Regions from separate parts of the Mus musculus genome. Here region 2 is linked to region 1. Evidence: chromatin contacts called from public HiChIP or PLAC-seq data. All regions are on one chromosome and are shown on one strand. Each heading gives the region's core, a stretch centred on a gene start, on an enhancer-like site or on the middle of the called end of the contact. The rest is flanking DNA. Distances are from core to core; before and after follow the strand shown.

Region 1 (5,351 bases), core at 1,971-4,470:
CTAAATTTATCCAGTTTCCGTATGGCCTGTGTTGAACTCTCTAGACCATACTGTGTAAGCCCATCAAATAAATCACTTTTCATGATGTATAGCCACTCAATTCATCTAGACAGCTCTAAGGTAGATACTAATGAAGAGGAGGTTAATAAGCAAAGGAAAATCAGCAAGATGTTGGGGATTTTCCAATTAGAAAGGCAGGGTTTAGGAGGGAGGGAGAGAGAGAGAGAGAGAGAGAGAGAGAGAGAGAGAGAGAGAGAGAGAGAGAGAGAGAGGGAGAGGGAGAGGGAGAGGGAGAGGGAGAGGGAGAGGGAGAGAGAGAGAGAGAGAGAGAGAGAGAGAGAGAGAGAGAGAGAGAGAGAGAGAGATTCTGAGCTACTGTTTTTGTTTTTGTTAGTGTTTTTCCTTCCTACAGTGTTACCTGAAAGGCAGCTTTCATGATCTCTGTGCACTTTGTTTATTTATCATTCTCATGACAAACTGGGAACAATGCCTTGTCTTTATATACTTTTCTTTTTTAAGCACATATATAGTGAATATGTTTTGGTCGGCATATCTAAGTCAAACAAAACCACCAAACTAAAAACCAAACCCAACCAAACAAAACGAAACTAAAATGATACACCCTTCACCCTGTCACCTTTCCTGGAGTATGCCTCTTAGACAGAAATGTGGAACTACACGTAAACTATTTGAAAAGAAACATGGTGGTTTTGATGTTTATTCTTTGATTTTTGTTTTTGTTTCTTAAACAAAAGGGCAGATCAGAATCATACTGTCTGTGCATGGAACTTGGTTTTTCCAGACAGGAAATTTAAAAGTTATATACAGTGAGTTTACTGACTGGAAGGAGAATGAAACAGTCAGACTTTCCTGAAATGTGAAGAATTTCAACAAAATCTCTATTATAGGAATGCTATAATGTAATGATTCTGAAATAAAGATTAAATTAATCAGAAGGCTGCTTCTGCTTCTTGATGTTGTACCACTTGCTACTGAACTACATGTAGACAATCTTTGGAGAGCTCAGCTCATAGAAAGCCTATTGTGCACATGTGGAGGTGACCCTCAGCCCTGCTGACACATTACTGCTCTAAGTGTCGGAGGTTTTCTTTTCAGAATGGCAGAATTCGGTGAATAAGCACAAAAGTTGACTTTAGGCTGTGTTCTCTGTTTCTTCCACTCTGCAAGCTGCTTTCCTCCCCAGCACAGCTTGCAATTATGTGAACCTGCTGCCATCTTAGCCCATCTCTATGATCTCTACATTTCACAGACTCAGGACAATCTATTATCCATTGCTTTACTTTGCTCCAGCAATGAGTTAAATTTTCCTCTCAATTGGTTTCAACCTCTATTCAAAAGGGGCTGTCCAAACAAGAGTCTACTTTGTTTCTGCATTCATTTTAACATCTTTGTCCCTGAATCTGGGTTTCTCAGCAGAACACTCTTCAAGATAACACTACTCTCCTTGAAATCAAAGCTGGAAAACAGAGTTTATGCTCTGGGCTCTAGAAGTGCACTCCAACTCCAGTGATATTCAGGTCTGTCTCATGTTTTCATGTTATTTGCCATGTCTTAGATGAACTGCCTGGATTCTGCTCATCGGGGACTCTGTATACTTTCCCAGGTTTTTCTTTCTCTTCTTCAATTTACCACTTGCATTTGATTTTCTTAAAGATTTCCTTTGATTATAAATTATGTGTATATGTCTACACATGGGTATGTGCCCGAGTGCAGGTGTCTTTGGAAGGCAGAGGCATCAGAATGTGTGGAGCTGGACTTAGAGATAGCTGTGCATCACCGGATACGATTGTTTGGAACTGAACTAGCTCCTTTGGAAGAACAGCAAGTACTTTTAACCAGTGAGTCCTGTTTCCAACTTGTGCTTGTCCTTAGGCTGATTTCTCAATGCACATTGACTTTAGCATCCTCTCCGACTACTCTTCGCTCCTTAGCAGCAAGATATTTCTCGGAAGACTGTGAGCCACTTTTCCAGGAATACAGTTTCCAAGTGTTGCTATTTTCTGGGTTTTTTCTGAGACAGAGTTTCTTGAATCTAGGTACCTAAAATGACCATAAACTCCTGATCCTCTTGTCATCTCCCCCAGTACTGGATTACAGATAGGTGCTGCTATTTCTGGCTTGGAAGAGCAAGCATACTATGGTTTTAGCTCTGCTTCCAGGATGATGTAAACACCAAGGGGTGGCCTCAATAGAGACAGCAGGTTCCATCCATGCCTTTTCCCCTCAATGGGTGAGAAACATTAATAAGTTGTTCCATCTGCTCTTCCTCATATTTCTTCATCTAAGCAATGAGGCCAGCCCTATATATACCATGGAGTCCTGTGATGATTCAGTGGCTAATGTGGGAATCATTGAACACAACCTTCTAGCTAAAGTACTCATGCACCTAAATTTTATATATGTGTACATACATACATACACACACACACACACATACACAGACACACACACATACGCATACATATACATATATATACAGATATACATATGTGTAGCCCTGGCTGTCCTGGAACTCACTCTGTAGGGCAGGCTGGCCTTGAACTCAGAAATCTACCTGTCTCTGCCTCCCAAGGGCTGGGATTAAAGGCGTGCACCACCACTGCCTGGCTAAATAACATTTTCAAGGTCATGTCACAACGTAAACATAAGGTGAAAACCAAGGTTTTTTTTTTTTTTTTTTGTTTGTTTGTTTTCTGTCTACTCTTTTTAAGGTTTGCATGGTTTTAAGACTCCTCCTACTTGAAAAAGTGACAATTGCCTTCAGATCAGGATTTATTTCACTGAGGAAATGCCAACTATGCATCCACGAACCCATTAAGACTAATGTGTAAGAGAAATATAAAAGCAGAATCTAAGTTCTATGCATTCTAAACTGAGGCTGCTATACATGAAACCCACATCACTAATACTGCAGCTCTCAGTGCCTTCAAGTCTTGGAGCAGAGCATGAACTTCAGTAGTGCGTGCTGCTTGTAAGAGAGTGTCGGTTCCTCTGCTTCCTGCAACAACTTCTAAAGCTGTTTATTATTTTTAAGATATCACCCACATATTTTATGCTCTGTATTTACAGTTAATCAGAAGTTCACTCTATTGGATTTTTGATTGTTCATTAAAAATCGCTCTTCTGAGGCATAATTAGAAGCAGCGAGGAGGACACATTTGTCAGGTTGACGCTCGTCTCATTTGTATTCCAAGTCTACGCACACTCTGATTTGCCGCCATCACTGTTTGCGTCCTGTACCAGGATAAGTTGTCAAGTCACCGCCATCTGCTGTGCTCCGATTGCTATTCTCCCAAACTCTCTGCTGATCCAAGACTTACGTGTAAGGCACAGTGAGCAGCTGGAGAAACCCTCCCCACTCTACTCTGGGCACTGGACCACTCAGATCTAACTGTTGAAGTTCCCCTGCATGTTCATCTCAAAATGACATTTTCATTTGTATTCTGTTACAGATGTAAGTATTATAGTATTGGCATGTGTGTGTCGATAATATGCACAACTGTGAATGGAATGCAAAATAATTCAGAATCTTTCTTTCTCCCCCCCTCCCCCCCCCCTCCTCCTCCTCCTCCTAGTAATGGTCTATGCAAAAGAGCAGTCAAAATTCCAAAGTGCCTGTAAAGTGAAATTATGAAAGCTAAGGAGAGCAGCCTTGGTATTTTTGCAGTAGTAATGAAAATCTCAGCAATCAAACAGGTGTGAGTGTTTTTGTGAGTCACCTGAGTCCCCACACCTTGCTACAATTCCTTATAGTGAAGACTCTCTCCCCTTCTTCTAGAAACATCTTAGCCTGGAGGGTTAGTGGTTTGCAATTCCATTGTGCTGATATGTGCCAAGGTTTCAGCTGACTCTCGCTTTCCCCTGATTTCATATTTCTACCTATATCACAGTATGTTAAAAAGGTAAAACAAAACACACACACACACACACACACACACACACACATACACACACAAACACACACACACACACACACACACACACACACACACACACACACACACACAGAGAGAGAGAGAGAGAGAGAGAGAGAGAACTCAGAAGTAAGGCTTGGTGCCACCAAAGTGATCTGATCTGTGAGAGAGGGACAAATTGTGAATATTTTTACCCGTTTTGTTGTTTGAGATAGGCTCTCATGTAGCTAGGCTAGCCTTGACTTGTTATGTAGCTATGAACTCCTGATCTTCCAGTCTGTGCCTCCTGAACACTGGAATTATAGGCTTGTTCCACACTACACATTGGGAACAAAGGGACAGATACTTTCACCATGACTCTCTTGTTTATTTATTTTTTCTCTTTTCTCTTTTTAGACTATTTAATGGTTCCAAATACACAAAAACAAAACCAACAACCCCAGCAGTAGAGCTTTGCAAATAAGAACCTCAGAAACGGAAGCGACTCGCTGAGCATATGGCAGGATAAACTCTCTCCCCGGGCTAGGAACCGGCATTACAAAAAGGAACAAGTCATTTTTTAAAATCATGATCATAAAAGCATACCCCTGGAGGGAGTATAAAATATTGCATTAAGTAGATTTTGCAGGATGAGAAAAACTGAAAATAATAGATACCAGTGTAATCCATGGGAGATTAAAATATTTACGTACTAAAAGTTGCAAAATGAGATAATAAAATTTCCCTCTTGAGTCAAGGTGTTCAAATCCTAAGTCTATATAGTCATCCTGAGTAAGGTTCTGCACAATGAGGAATAAAAAGTCCTTTATAATTGAATTAAAAGCCATTTTCTCTTTTAGTTCTAATTCTATCATTATTTTTGGGGAGGGGAGGTTCGGTGGGAAATAAGCACATAAAACATAACAAATACTGAAGATGTAAGATTTAATGGGCACCCAAATTCCTACTCTTATTGTTCACTGGGTTGTATGGACTTTGTGTTTGGTTCATTTTGATGTACATTGTTTTTATTTATTTTTTTACGTTTTAATAATAACATCTTATGAAACCATTTAAATTAAATCATGTTTATTAATAAAAGCAAATGGTACTAGAAGAATTAAGAAGGGGATTGATGCTGTGTCTCCTGACTTAGAACTGAATTTAAGGGTACGTACTCCAAAGACTTTATCTCCAAGTCGGGTCCTCAGCATCACGGTCAAGGATTTGGGAGCAGAAACTGAGGATATCACAGCTCGCCTGCATCAAATTGTTTTCCTAAGCAGAATTTTGGAACCAGGAAGAAGAGCTTCCTGGCACACTTGGAAAATGGCGTCAGCTGTGCTCACTGGCAGAGGTCATCAGAAAAAAGCAGACCTGGAACCCCCGTACAGACAACAGTGGCTAATGGAGAAACAGGGAGTTCCAAAAGCTGGA
Region 2 (5,290 bases), core at 2,245-4,744, 510 kb before region 1:
TAGAGAAAGAGTTGTTAAAAATGATTTTTCTGTCTTCCCTTAAAAGCAACATTTATTTTCTTTTTCTTTTTCTTTTTTCATTCCACACATACCTTCCACAGGGAAATTTCAGTCTTCTGCATTAAAAGCATCTGTCTTTTAGTGCTCGGTGCTGTGGTTATTGATTTGAAATTACTTTTCTTACACATCCTTTTCTCCACTAATTTCCGCCCCCCTTCCCTCAGTGCTAGGAATTGAGCCTTCTAGTTGCTACTAAGCAAGGCTCTCCCTATTGTCCCATCCCCAGCTTCTTCCTTGCCCTCCTCATTTTTCGATCCTTAAAGTTGTTTTCGTTCCTAAAGTCCTCAGTTTTCTTGTGGCTGTTGGGACTATCCTTTGGTAGTGCTGGATTCTGGTCCCATGTTCCAGCCATTCGTTGCCAGGTGCTTGCTGAAGGCTTCCTGTGAATCGACACAAGGCACACTGGAGACTGATAGGCTGTGTATGTTTACAAAAAGATGGATACGATACAAAACTACTTCATTGTGTCAACAAATAGAAATTATAGCCTAGAGTTAAGATACCCTGGGCTTCTGTGGTGGGGAATAAAATACCGGGCTAGTTGTGCTTTCTCTGATTGCTTTAATAGGAGAATAAAGAGGAACACTAACACCCTTTGCCTATTTGGTTGTGAGTGCTGTGGTACCCACAGTGTACACAAAAGGCAGTTCACATATTGTTACATCCTCCATTTTAAAATGCCTTCGCTTATTTTATTGTTTCCTGGGGGTGAGGGAGGAATCTAATGAAATAAAATTTTGTCTCTGTGATGTTTCTGTTATTAGCATGAAAATTAACCCCTGTTTATATTTTTGTTAGTTTTGCAGTCTGGGGTTAAAAAACTGGAGCCCAGCACAGGCAGGTATCTGAACCACACTCACATCCTATAATGGTTATTTGCTCATTAACAATGTTTTTTATTTTATTTATTTATTTATTTTTATTTTTGAAAGCATCTCCTTTGTGGGACATGTCGATTGAAGAATGTAATCCCAGGACATAGGAGGCTGAGGCAGGAGAATTGCCATGAGCTGGAGATCAGTCTGGCTTCTATAGGGAGTCCTTGTATTAGAAAGCCAAACCAAGCCAAACAAAACAAGAGTTAAAAAGAAAATAATGCTGCTAAGCTTATGAGTTAATATAAGCCAGAGCAGGTTAGATTTGGCTTCAGTTTCTAGTCCTTATTTACATGTTGGGAAGGGGTGGTATGGGTGATGGAAAGGAGAAATTGGAAGTGAAGGCATCAGACATTGTCTTCCCAGCAGTTTTGGGGGTAACACATTGTCCCCAAGACTTTGAAACTGCTCCCCACCCTTTCCTGTTGTGTGATGTTGGCAGACGTGCATCCTTGTTTATATGAACCAGGGGGAAGACGTTTTATCAATAGAGATTTTTTTTTGGGTAAAGGGAGATTAAAAGGAACTTTAAAATAAAACAAATTGTACAGAAGAGGAAAGGGCATTTACAACGTAGAGAGTGCTTTTCTTTCCTTTTTCTTTTTTTAATTTTCTTTTTTCATTGTTGAATTAATATTTTATCTTGAAAAAGAAATACTCTTTACAGTTTTGGAACTACAGAGAGAAAGATGAAGATAAAGTGTGAGGTGTGTTCATTCCACACATTTTTTTTTGGTCTTTCTCCTGCCAGTTGATCTCAGGTGGTCCCCCCCACCTCAGCGCCCCAATTGCCTGCTGTGTTCACATGGTGAATGGGTTGGTGTCTGTCATTTCAGGCTCGGTCAGTATAAACAAAGTTTTCTGGTTGTGTTTTATCCCCCATAATATGAATATAGCCCGTGGGTGACTGATAAGTTTAGGCGTGCTGCCAAGGCAGGCTACCTTCTTAACCAGGGCTGGGAATAAGATGATTGTTCGTCAATTACACATTTTCAGGAGGCATCCTCTTACCCAAATGAGAGAGCAGCATAGGCAGTAGTATTTAGCTGTGGCAAACATTTTTGCGAACCCTTGTTATTACCTGCAGAGGGAGCTTGTATACGAGATAAGCAAGTCAGGGCACGTTGCACTGACAATTTACCCTTTGAAAATTATGTTAACGACATAATTTCTTTTTGTGTGTGTAAGAGGTGGCTAGAAAGCAAGGTATTTTGAGGTTAGTCAAATTCCAGGGAAATTTAGTAGCTCAATTCTTACCATTTCCTGCATATATAAGACACAAGTATGCCCTGAATTAGTGCACATAAGTAGAAAAACAGTAAGATTAAACACACCGGGTTCATTCTGAGGTTTTCTTTTATTTTGGTTGAACTCGTAGGAAAGAACACATTTGAAAGGTGTCTAGTAACTATAGCTATTAAGAGATGACAATGTTTTAGGGACTTTCCCAGGTGACGTAAAATATTATTAAACAACCAGTAAGCACGAAGTAGCACATTGTATCCCTTCCCCGTCCGTGCACTTCCTCAGTAAATTAAATTAGATGACTGACTGTGTTCTTGTTTCAGAAACAAAGACTTGATCACTTGAGATTAAAGACTTGTGCTTGTCATAGTGAGCAGCTTAGTTGAGTGACACTTAGGCAAGGTGACCATCAGTGAGGGCATTACAGGAAGGTTTGAGGGGCTGTTGATAACTCAGAAGACCATGAATGCAGCGGGACAGGTAGGGCGTGGTTGAAAGCGGCTCTTTTCATTAACAGTGCCCATGGAATTCCTCAGACTTCTCAGCTCAATATGCAGAACTATTTTAACTCTAGACATGGGCATTTTAACAATCAGGGCAGTAAGCACGCAGGTCATTTTTGTTGTTTTACGTCGCCTGAATACATTTGCTTAACAGTACCCCAGTCTACTGAAAATGCCAGTGTCTGTTTTTACATTTTGGTGAAGTCATATTTGAGAAACTGCTTCTTACGGATACGCAAAAGGGTTACCCACTTATGTATTCTTGAAGAGAGATGCAGTAGTCTCTTTCCCTTGCCAAATTGGTGTGACAAACATACTTAGTTTGTATTTTAAAGGGCTTTGATTCTTAATGAAACACTGTATTGAATATATTATTTCATTAGCTAATCTTTACCTAATGCGAGGCGTCAGATCGTTGCTGGTATAGAGAACATTTCCCTGCAGGTGAGAAAAACGGTGTAATAGAGAGATTCTTGGCACTGACGTGGGCTTTTGTGTCAGTATTACACTCTGCGTTATCTCAACAAGTCTGTGGCACCGCTCTGCGGAGCATTCTCCTAACAGGGTAAGACTGTTAGCAACAGCAATTATTCTTCAACAGGATTACGGTGCCGCGCTTCACACAAGCACCACGTCCTTCTCAATAGCGTTCTTGATAGGCATTCCTTACTGCCAAGTTTGTGTCATTGTCTTAAATAATGCCACGCAGGGACATTTCTCATCCCGGTGGGTGGGTAGGCACTGGGAAGTGGAGCTCGCCAGTACAGTTCATTACACTCTCCCTCATCATGCCTCGGCTTCCCTCGCAGCGAGGTAAGGGTTACTGCAGAATTCATTCCAGAAAAACTGTGAGGCGAGGCGCTGGGGCTGTCACAGAGTGCATGGCTTCTGTGATGCTATTGGAAAGACACAGCTAGGGTAAGTGCTACTTGGATTGTCTTAAATTCAAACGTAGGCCGTTTATTTCACTGCTGTTTTCCCCCCTCAGCCTAATGAAATCTGAGTCCATTGCAAAATGTTTTCAAAAATGTTCTTGGAGAAATACTGCTGGTTGCTAACTATACTGGGGATGATTGTAGAACGAGTAGATGGCTGCCCTTTGCAATTTGAAGCAGCCCTGACAGTCTTTGAAAATTCTCAGATAATCTTATCATATATTCTTGAAGAATATCAATTCATGATGTATAATACCTCATGCTCGTTTGCAAATTTATGATTTAAGAGTAAATATGTATGTATGGGTCCTGAGTTTACTTGAGCAGACTGGCTTTTTTTTAAAGTAAGATATATTATGAATAGACTCTTACTTAAGAATAATGCTCACAAATAAGGAATGAATGAGCATAATGTTGAAGTAACTTAATAAGGGATTATAAAATTTGGAAGGTATTTATTTAAAAAAAAACTGGTTTTGGTCATCCTTAAATCATGAGTCAAAATATTATGTCAAGTACTTTGCATAGGGGCAGAAACTAAACTCCAAATAGTAATCACAGACTTGCTGCTGGGTTCAGGGGACACAAGGATGAGAAGTTATGAACCTGGATGTTTTCATAACTACGTGAGGAAAAAAAGCGAAGGAAAAATATTTACGATTCTCTTATATCTCTAAGCTTTAAAAGTTAACAAATTTTTTAATGATAAAATAGCAAGGCTGTTATTCTAATTGTTTCAAAGGAATTCCTTTTGTCTGTGTCACAGATTTTTCTCAAGTTGAAGTCTAGCAAAGGTGTAAAGAATACATTTTATTTATGTGCACTTTGTTAGATTTTTGTGGAACTCACAAAGTATGGCGAATTCAAGCCCGTTCATTCAAGAGTGAACAGGTTAAGGCCATAGCATATCAGATTTCTGCATTGAAATGAAATTGAAAATTTCACATTTTTCCTCCATTCATCGAAAGCTTTGCCTTTATATAAAATCGAACACATCTAAGGAAATATCAAAAATTCCAACTGATGCTTTACGGCTAACTCTCTAACGCCTGTGTGGCTTATGTGTTTCAATGTGATTGGGGACACTAGTGTTTTTGACTTAGTTTAAGAAAGAGAATAAACGTGGTAAAATTCCTTAATAACAGAACTTTATGTTATAGATCCAGAGAGTTAATTTGTATTCTTGACTCCTTAAGTCGAGCTTGATTTTACGACATCTATATTTGGACAAAGTATTAATCAAAGCAGAAGGTCCTATTGCTTATGCCAGGTCTCTCAGTGAAAAATTAGCCCAGATTCCAAGAAAATCCCTATGCAGTCCTTGTAGGACCTATGTGGGCGTGATGACAAAGCTGCTAGGATCCCTTAGCAGGACCGAACCGGTGTGAAGCATTAATACCTAGCCCACGGAAATTATTTGAATTATTTGAAGACAATCTCTGCTTTACCTCTGGGATTTAGGATAACAGCTGTAACACATTAAGATATTAGCAATACATTCTAAAACCACTTTTCTCTATTATAACTTCCATAAAAATTTAGCCTTGATTATTGCTTATAAAACATTTTATGGAATTATGATGACATAGGATTTATATAAATGGAGTGACACAATTACGTATGAATGAGCATGGTGGCTGGGCATCATGTCTGCACTTTGTGTTTTAAATGC

What was found. HiChIP or PLAC-seq counts read pairs in DNA pulled down with a chosen protein or histone mark.
Region 2: a contact with region 1 is called in an H3K4me3 HiChIP or PLAC-seq map of embryonic basal ganglia, with 4 times the contacts expected there. The contact joins two enhancer-like sites. A contact is called at or near these places in 4 of 39 promoter capture datasets (hippocampal neurons, liver and pre-B cells), 2 of 15 datasets of contacts at CTCF or cohesin (large pre-B cells and pro-B cells), 2 of 484 Hi-C or Micro-C datasets (both in nephron progenitors), 10 of 115 datasets of contacts at active chromatin or transcription factors (the 230-238 cell line, astrocytes, embryonic basal ganglia and 6 more) and 1 of 9 other capture datasets (embryonic stem cells).

The regions. Positions count from the first base shown.
Region 1 is chr3:148,460,935-148,466,285 of GRCm38.p6, reverse strand. No RefSeq gene overlaps it. Among named protein-coding and RNA genes, the nearest start is that of Gm23131, 110 kb to the right of the region's middle. Within about 2 kb of position 3,220, at least 1 of the 459 cell types and tissues checked has an H3K27ac peak or open chromatin away from gene starts, as enhancers often do. A contact at or near this core is called in embryonic basal ganglia, where this site is marked.
Region 2 is chr3:148,975,410-148,980,699 of GRCm38.p6, reverse strand. It overlaps a transcript of Adgrl2 not described here. Among named protein-coding and RNA genes, the nearest start is that of Gm30827, 21 kb to the left of the region's middle. Within about 2 kb of position 3,494, at least 51 of the 459 cell types and tissues checked have an H3K27ac peak or open chromatin away from gene starts, as enhancers often do. A contact at or near this core is called in embryonic basal ganglia, where this site is marked.